3 separate regions of the Mus musculus genome follow, and all the other regions are linked to region 3. A link is a contact called in public HiChIP or PLAC-seq data. All regions are on one chromosome and are shown on one strand. The core of a region is the stretch at or near the end of the contact, and the rest is flanking DNA. Distances in the headings are between cores, read along the strand shown. Region 1 overlaps Gm35255 (a long non-coding RNA gene). Region 2 has its middle 4.1 kb from the start of Mir6378. Region 3 holds the start of Sox2 (SRY (sex determining region Y)-box 2).

Region 1 (2,700 bases), core at 44-2,543, 310 kb before region 3:
TCTGTCTCTCTGTCTCTCTGTCTTTCTCTGTCTCTGTCTCTCTCTGTCTCTCTCTGTCTCTCTCTGTCTCTCTCTCTCTCTCTCTCTCTCTCTCTCTCTGTGTGTGTGTGTGTGTGTGTGTGTGTGTGTGTGTGTGTGTGTAACAAGGTCTCTCAATGAAACTTGAACTCAACAATCCAGCTAGCCTGGCTGACCAAAAAGCCATAGGATGCTCGTGTCTCTGCCTCCCCAGCACAGAGTCTACAGGCAATTATTGCACACATGAGCGCTAAGGATTGGACTCAGGTGCTTGGGAAGAGGGAACCTCAGTTGAGAAGATGCCGCCATCAGCTTGGCCTTGGGCAAGCCTGTGGGGTATTTTCTTGATTGATGATGTGGAAGTGTTCAGCCCTACATGGGTAGGGCCAGCCCTGAGCTGGTGATCCTGGGTGGTATAAGAATACCCATGGTATAAGAGCAAGCCATGAAAACTTCTTTTAAGCTAAGCACCCATGGACTGAGCTGTCTCCAAAGCTCCTGCATTATATGTCCATGGACTGAAAAGGGAATGTGTGGCACATGCTCGGAACTACAAAGCTCTCTCCACTGTCAACATGGTGGACTTTGTCTTCCCCAGGTCTCTAGTGAGCAGGAGACAGAATTAGTGGAGAAAAATAAATGTAGGGAATCCAAAGCAAAAGATTCTATCATGTATGGGAGTAAAAGGTAATATAAGATGTTATAAAATGTTAATTAAACAGTTTTCCCTCCCATTATAGAAATAATCATAAAGTTGACTGGTTGATACATTGACATTTTTCAGTAGAAGACTTACAAACAATGCCACTTTGATACAAATGAAGCGTCACCTTGTCTTGGGAAAGCATCTGTATGATGTCAACACCCTGCAGTCTAGAGCGCTCCGCTCATACATACATGTGAGGCGCTTCATCCATATTCAGCCTGTGAACTTGACAGTCACTTCTAAGCACAGACAAAAGGCCGTTGGTTCTGCTCCTCGTGGCGGTTTGTGAAGGGAGAAGATCGCATGCTTCCCTCGATGATTACACAGCTCCATCCATCTGTCTGCCGCTGGAGGTGGGAGACGAGATACAGCTCCCACCGTCGCTGTAAACAAAAGTGGATGGCGCTGTCACTAGTCAGACACGCCAGCTAATTGGAGCTGTCGACAGACATAATACCCTGTGTCCGCGGCTCTAGTAACAGTTTGAGGCAGCAATGATATGGTGGTTGATGGTGAGGCTGGGACAAGTGTCTCTCTACTCACAAGCTGGGAATGACATAATGAGAAAAGAGTCACTCAAACATGCCTCCTCGCCCCTGGTGCTCGGCACAGATCTTTCTCTGTATCACTTCCTAGGCTGACAGCTTAATTTGATACTCATAATGTCAAACTTTAAAATTAATCTTGCTAAAAAGATATGTTTCAATGAGCCACCAAGACTTACTCTTTGGGGAAATTAATAAGAAAAATGTCCCTTATTTGTAGAGCGTCACCAAGAAGATACCAAAAGAAGAGGGAGTTCTTTCAGTTACATTTCTGTGGTGATTTTCAGGAAAGTAATTTTGCAGTTAAATGTTTATACATGCTCGTGGGTGTGACTTCTTGGTGAATATCCCTTCTTGTTGGATCAAGCAGGTGCAACACAGAAAGTGTTTGAAAAGCCTCTGTGACAGGAATGCTCCTACCATGTCTCAGAAATGTGACTCTGGACGTTCCTTGCTGCTTTCCAGTGGTCTATTCAGCTTCTAAGTCATGTAATGACGGACGTCATCACTGACGTTTGGGTTTTTGCTCAGCTGTGTTGGTGAGCCCCTCTTTGCTCCCAAACTCCATACGGTACCCAGAACTGGCATCTCTGACCACAATTAAGAAGTTTTCACACACCGAGCACGAGGATCATGGTCATCATCATTATTCTAATCTATGGTCCATTTCCAATGAATAACTAATCAGAGTGAAACCTGTAAATATGAACATGTAAAGATTTGCAAAGCCAGGCAGGAGAGGTCTGGGCACTGAGCCGACTCAGGCACTTGGGAAAGTTCCTGACATGTATGCCTGTTTCCTGTAAAGATTAGAGACAGCAGCCTCAATAGATACTTTAAGGATCTGAGATGATATATTCAAGGTATCTAGTCTATGGGTTGTAAGAATTATTAATTCTGTTCATTTAGGGTGCTAGTCATTTTATACCACTTATCTCAGTTTTGTTCTTGTTAGGTCTATGAAGTAAACCACATCTCTGACGTCATAAAGGAAGAATGGAGGAGGTGAGGTAAAATGAGGCCAGTGGGTTTGCAGTCATAAACTGGGCATCTTCCCATCAGAGACTAGGATGGCATTCAACACTCCCGAATGTCTTTTGCCTGATGACCAAACAACCCAAAGCCTCTGTAATGGTTGACCTCTACTGTCAACTTGACTGATCTAGAATTCCCTGGAGATGTGCCTCTGGGTGTGTCAGTACGGCTGTTTCCAGAGAGACCTCCTTTGAATGTGGGTGGAGACCAAGACGGAATAAAAGGAAGAAATCAAGCCAAGCATCATAATCCATCCCTCTTGGTTTCTTGTGTGTTCTACAGCCATACCTTCCCCACCATCATGGACTGAATCCTCTCAAACCATGTGCTTTCTTCGTAGGCTGTTTTTTGTTTGTTTGTTTGTTTGTTTGTTTGTTTTGTTGCTTGGTATTTGGT
Region 2 (2,700 bases), core at 174-2,673, 270 kb before region 3:
AAAGTGTCTTATAAGCTCTAAGTGTCTTATAGCTGCTTCATGGGCTCACTCTTGGGAGCACAATAAGAAATGGTTGCTGTTCATTGCGTGTGAGTTTTTCTTACATTGTGTCTCTCTGTGCCCTTGCAACTTCTAATTATTGTGTTTCTTGTGCAGCTGGGTCACTCCTGTGTGGATAATTCCGTGATAAATATGTGCTGACATACTACATCAACACCATATGTGGATGTGAATCAAAACTAATAAGTATTATACCTATCATATGGTTTTGTAAGTATAAAATACATCTATTGAAAATAACTTAATAAAAAGTGATTTAATGCTTTGTTCCTTCTAATTGCAGAAGTAATTACTATATTATATATATTGAAATACTGAAGAGATTTTATTGCACTTAAACTTTTCAAAGAGCACTAAAAAATGTAAGGTAATTTCTGCTTTGAGGATGTTGTGCTTCCATGGAAGCTTGCAGAGCTGGGTCTCCCCATCTTGTTTAACAAATGCCCACTTAAAACTGTGAGGTCAAAAGGGAAGGGAGGTGAGAACCAGGGGAACACACTGGCCTGGTCCTGCGATTGGTCAGTGGCACCACAGAGAGAGAGAGGAGAGAGAGCAAGAGAGAGCGAGAGAGAGAGAGAGAGAGAGAGAGAGAGAGAGAGAGAGAGAGAGAGAGAAGGAGGAGAAGGAAGAAGGGAGAAAAGAAGTGGGGGAGGGAAGGAGAGAGGGAGGGGAAATCACAGAACTGAGAATCAAAGTAAATTTTCAAATTTTCAGACCAAAGTTCCTTCTCTCTCAACTCTCAGGACTTTCCTTGTTACCTTGTTAGAGCGTTATATAAATGAGATGCACAAAATCATTAAGTATTTTCTTAATCCCTCAACCAGAAAAACCTTAAACGAGACCACAAATGTAGATCAGAAATGGCTGCTTCCTTCAAACCATGGGTAAAAGCCACATAAAACATTGGTTGTAACATGAATTTCTGGAATTATAAGCATTTGAGTTTATTTTTGCAGTAGAAAGTGTCTCTGAAATTGCTCAGAAATCAAAAGTAAGAGGATAAGCCCCCACTGAATATCTCCAAGTACTCGATTAGCAGGTAAAATGAAAATCACACTTTTCATAGCTGTTGAGCGTGTGGGAACACGTGGATATATCCCCGAGGCTTTGCAGTGATGTAGATTTTACCACTTCCTTTAATGGTGTAATTTCATATTTTTGACATGAGTAAAATAAGCCCCCTAACAAAAACCATTTGCTTTTAAGCAAATCCAGTCTGTTTTCAAAGATTGGTGTGTGCCTCTCACACCTGACTTCTCATAAACGGCAATAAAATCCTGGTTAATTTCCTTCACCCTCCACTATTCTGGCCCCAAAGCTCCTGACTTGTGAGGGCATCTGAGTGTATTGTGTTACATCTCTGCCTGCCAGCCTGGATTCTCCCAGTGCGTGCTCTGTATAAACTGACTGAAAGTATGCAGCTTGAAGTAGAGAGTCAGCCCTTCACTTCCCTCCCTGTCTCTCTCCTCTCCTCCTCCTCCTCCCTCCTCCCATCCCTTCCTTCTTCCCTAACACCCTTCCTTCTTTGTTTTCTCCTCTTCCATTCTTTCTTCCTTCCTTCCTCTCTCCTATCTGTCCTCCCTCCTTCTTTTCTCCTGCATCCCTCCCTCCCTCCCTTTCTCTCTCCCTCCCTTTCTCTCTCCCTCCCTTCCTTTCCTTCTCCATTTCTTTTCTCTGAAGTCTTTTTTTTTTCTTGTCAACATTAAGGGTCATTATCACTGTCTAGACTTTTGTCATAACAGTCTGTGCATTTCAGAACAAATGTTTTGTTGAAGTTCTGGCCTTGATAGTAATCATTTTGATCCCTGCTTTCTGTACTGTCTGGCATCTAGACCTTCTACGAAAGACATTAAATCGCTTACACTTTTTGTTTTTGTTTTTGTTTTCTTAATTTGCAAGGTGAGTTTGGGTTCCATCTAAACTTGTTAGATTCAAAATATCTTTCCTACGAATATCAGGATTTTTTTTCAGATGGAGCGTAAGTAAACTGAGGGAAATGGGATTATATTCCGCTTTCCAGGTAGGATTTTGCCTGGACAGCAGATGGGGACACGTGAATGGGAGCCAGAGTCCTGCAATGTTCCTGGTCGCTTCTACCTCACTGTGGAGGCCACAGTTTCTTCTCACTTTACTCATGTGCCTGGTCATCTGGCATGTTTACTTCTTTTAGTTTCTCTCACAAGCCAGTCTCTCTCAACCCTTACCATCAGAGAGATGGGCAAGTCTGGATGGCAGTCACTCTGGCTTGCACACTGCATCCTTAAAGCACTTCCCTACTTATTCTATATAAAATGACACAGTATGCCTTCAGTCACCACCCTACCCAGGCCGCAGGGTGACCCTAGGAGTCACTGCATCATTTTGTGTGGCAGGTCTTGTGTAAAACAGTTCATTTTGAGTTTTTGTAAAATTTCCTAGTGTATATATACACAATAGTACCTAAGGGTTTTCATTATAATACATCCATCCATGCATATAATGTACTTTAATCATATCTACTTCTAATGATCTATTTTATACCAACACCCCCTTCCCCTCCTGCATCCCAAAGGACACCTAGACAGTTATTGTTTTGATGCAACGAAGTTGTTTTAAGCTATGAAGAACATAAAAACCTTGTTCACCGGAGGATGTGATAGC
Region 3 (2,700 bases), core at 55-2,554:
GCAGTCTACTGGGCGCAGCGGGCTCCGGCACCTCGGCGCCGGGGAGGTACATGCTGATCATGTCCCGGAGGTCCCCGGCCTGGCAGGGCGCCCTGGAGTGGGAGGAAGAGGTAACCACGGGGGGGCTGGAGCTGGCCTCGGACTTGACCACAGAGCCCATGGAGCCCAGCGCCATACCGGGGGTGCCCTGCTGCGAGTAGGACATGCTGTAGGTGGGCGAGCCGTTCATGTAGGTCTGCGAGCTGGTCATGGAGTTGTACTGCAGGGCGCTGACGTCGTAGCGGTGCATCGGTTGCATCTGTGCCGCGCCGTGAGCGTTGAGGCCCGGGTGCTGCGGGTAGCCCAGCTGCTCCTGCATCATGCTGTAGCTGCCGTTGCTCCAGCCGTTCATGTGCGCGTAGCTGTCCATGCGCTGGTTCACGCCCGCACCCAGGCCGGCGCCCACCCCAACCCCGCTCGCCATGCTGTTCCCGCCGGGGGCCAGCAAGCCTCCGGGAAGCGTGTACTTATCCTTCTTCATGAGCGTCTTGGTTTTCCGCCGCGGCCGGTATTTATAATCCGGGTGCTCCTTCATGTGCAGAGCGCGCAGCCGCTTGGCCTCGTCGATGAACGGCCGCTTCTCGGTCTCGGACAAAAGTTTCCACTCCGCGCCCAGGCGCTTGCTGATCTCCGAGTTGTGCATCTTGGGGTTCTCCTGGGCCATCTTACGCCGCTGCCCCCGGGACCATACCATGAAGGCGTTCATGGGCCTCTTGACGCGGTCCGGGCTGTTCTTCTGGTTGCCGCCGGTCGCCGCCGCCGTGGCGTTGCCTCCTCCGCCGCCGCCCCCCGAAGCTTGCTGCGGGCCCGGCGGCTTCAGCTCCGTCTCCATCATGTTATACATGCGGGCGCTGGGCGGGCGCGGCCCGCCGGCGGCCGCCAACCCTCGGCCCGGCCGGGACTGTGGGGGCCGCGCTCGGGGGCCGGGATGCAGGGGCCGCGGGCGGGGGCCTCGGCGTGCACGGCCCTGCGCGGAGATCTGGCGGAGAATAGTTGGGGGGAAGCGGAGCTCGAGACGGGCGAAGTGCAATTGGGATGAAAAAACAGGCGCTCTCCTCCTCGGGCCGCCGCGATTGTTGTGATTAGTTTTTGGAAAGGCTTAAGCCTCGGGCTCCAAACTTCTCTCCTTTCTTTCTCTCTCCTCTTCTTTCTCCCAGCCCTAGTCTTAAAGAGGCAGCAAAGTACTTTTCCCTTTTTGCAAACACTCTCTTCTCTGCCTTGACAACTCCTGATACTTTTTTGAACAAGTTAATAGACAACCATCCATGTGATGGGGGCTGTCAGGGAATAAATGGGTTTCCGGCGGCCAATCAGCGAGCGCCGGCTCCTGCGCCCGAGCCCAGCCTCGCCAGAGGGTTTTGCATGAAAGGGGGCGGGGCCTGCCGCGCCGCCGAGCCGAGCCCAGCAGAGCGCTGTGCCCCGAACCGCGCGGGGGAGGCGGGCCCGCAGCCGGCCGCTGGGGAACCTTTGTATCCCCCCCCCCCGCCCCCCGTTTTCAGCAACAGGTCACGGCGCACGCCTGTTCGAAGGAAGTGGGTAAACAGCACCAAGACGACAGCTCCTTTCCCCCATGCTACGGAATATTGGCTCTCTCTTGGATACATAAGGGTGGATGGGGCGCGGGAAGCTGGGGCCAGGGTGGGGCAAGGCCCATGGGTGGTTCAGGGCGACTGTCCAACTAGTATTTCAGGAAGCTGGCAGAGCCGGAGGTGGTGTGCCATTGTTTCTGCGCTCATCCGCGGCACTGCGCTCTGTCGCAGCCCCTCTTCCAACCTTGTCGCCAGCACCCACTCACCCCCTCTTCTCACCGTACAGACGAGAAGTTAGACCCAAGCCTCGGGCCTCAGCGCCCTCCTGGCTTCCGTGTCATCGGCTCGGTTCCCAAACACGAGTCCTCTGCCCATGTAGCTGACTGTAGAGCAGAGCTAGGACCAGGCCTTGTTCCCAGCCTTTTCCTAGGCCGACTCAGGTGTGGCTCAAGGAACCGCAGCACGTGTCCTCAACCCCTAATTCCCTACTCCACCAACCTGCCCCATCCAAAGGGTGCAAAGGCAAAGCTGGAACTCTGCTCCCGCTCTTTCTAACTCCCAACCCTGACACAAGAGGATTTTTAGTGGTGGCAGTTTCAGAGGAAACCTTGGGGACGAAAGCATCAACGGAAAGAAGCTCCCGAGTGCAGGGGATGGGGGGAGGGTCACGCAACTTCCTGGCATCCCACCGCGAGGCGCGGAGGTGGCATTTGGGCTGCGCTCACAAACTCCCTCCCACGCAGCGTTCTCAGGATGGGGCAGCGCAGCCGGCATTGCCCCTGCTGACAGGCACGGTGGTAGTCACGAAGGCCCGGCCGAGAGGCGCCGGGGCCTGGGAAGCGCGCGGGGTCCAGAGGTGCAGGTGCAGGCGGAGAGAAGGCCCGCCGAACCCGAGGAGCCGGCACCAAGCAAGCCCAGGCTGTGGGAGAATGGGCTGGGGGCGGGGGTAGGGGTTCAAGAATCTTGCCTGCCCAGGACCCGAGAGGGTAATTTTAGCCGATCTCCCATTGTCCAGACGTAAAGATTTCAATCGGCAGGCGCTCAAAAAGCCCAGAGCCACAGCCCCACGTCCGTTACAAATAGGTAGTTTTGTTTCTCTTGTTGTCGCTACACGGAGTCAAACAAAGCCCCG

Evidence for each region. HiChIP or PLAC-seq counts read pairs in DNA pulled down with a chosen protein or histone mark.
Region 1: an H3K4me3 HiChIP or PLAC-seq map of embryonic hindbrain shows a contact between it and region 3, with 2.5 times the contacts expected there. The contact joins the enhancer-like site here to the promoter of Sox2 in region 3. A contact is called at or near these places in 5 of 39 promoter capture datasets (the 3T3-L1 cell line, hippocampal neurons, liver and 1 more), 5 of 115 datasets of contacts at active chromatin or transcription factors (embryonic forebrain, embryonic hindbrain, embryonic midbrain and 2 more) and 1 of 9 other capture datasets (embryonic stem cells).
Region 2: a contact with region 3 is called in an H3K4me3 HiChIP or PLAC-seq map of craniofacial prominence, with 6 times the contacts expected there. The contact joins the enhancer-like site here to the promoter of Sox2 in region 3. A contact is called at or near these places in 3 of 39 promoter capture datasets (hippocampal neurons, liver and stem cell-derived epiblast-like cells), 2 of 484 Hi-C or Micro-C datasets (embryonic stem cells and epidermal suprabasal cells), 11 of 115 datasets of contacts at active chromatin or transcription factors (SST interneurons, craniofacial prominence, embryonic midbrain and 3 more) and 1 of 9 other capture datasets (embryonic stem cells).

What each region holds. Positions count from the first base shown.
Region 1 is chr3:34,957,679-34,960,378 of GRCm38.p6, reverse strand. Gm35255 (a long non-coding RNA gene) reads right to left here. Exons shown (of 3, transcript XR_389674.1): 3 at 848-1,107. Among named protein-coding and RNA genes, the nearest start is that of Gm35255, 8.8 kb to the right of the region's middle. Within about 2 kb of position 1,293, at least 8 of the 459 cell types and tissues checked have an H3K27ac peak or open chromatin away from gene starts, as enhancers often do.
Region 2 is chr3:34,917,199-34,919,898 of GRCm38.p6, reverse strand. No RefSeq gene overlaps it. Among named protein-coding and RNA genes, the nearest start is that of Mir6378, 4.1 kb to the left of the region's middle. Within about 2 kb of position 1,423, at least 5 of the 459 cell types and tissues checked have an H3K27ac peak or open chromatin away from gene starts, as enhancers often do. A contact at or near this core is called in craniofacial prominence, where this site is marked.
Region 3 is chr3:34,648,599-34,651,298 of GRCm38.p6, reverse strand. It overlaps Sox2 (SRY (sex determining region Y)-box 2), which reads right to left and starts at 1,304. Exons shown (of 1, transcript NM_011443.4): 1 at 1-1,304. The coding sequence starts at 883. The region is part of intron 3 of Sox2ot (SOX2 overlapping transcript (non-protein coding)); the gene reads right to left. RefSeq lists a promoter at 1,067-1,817.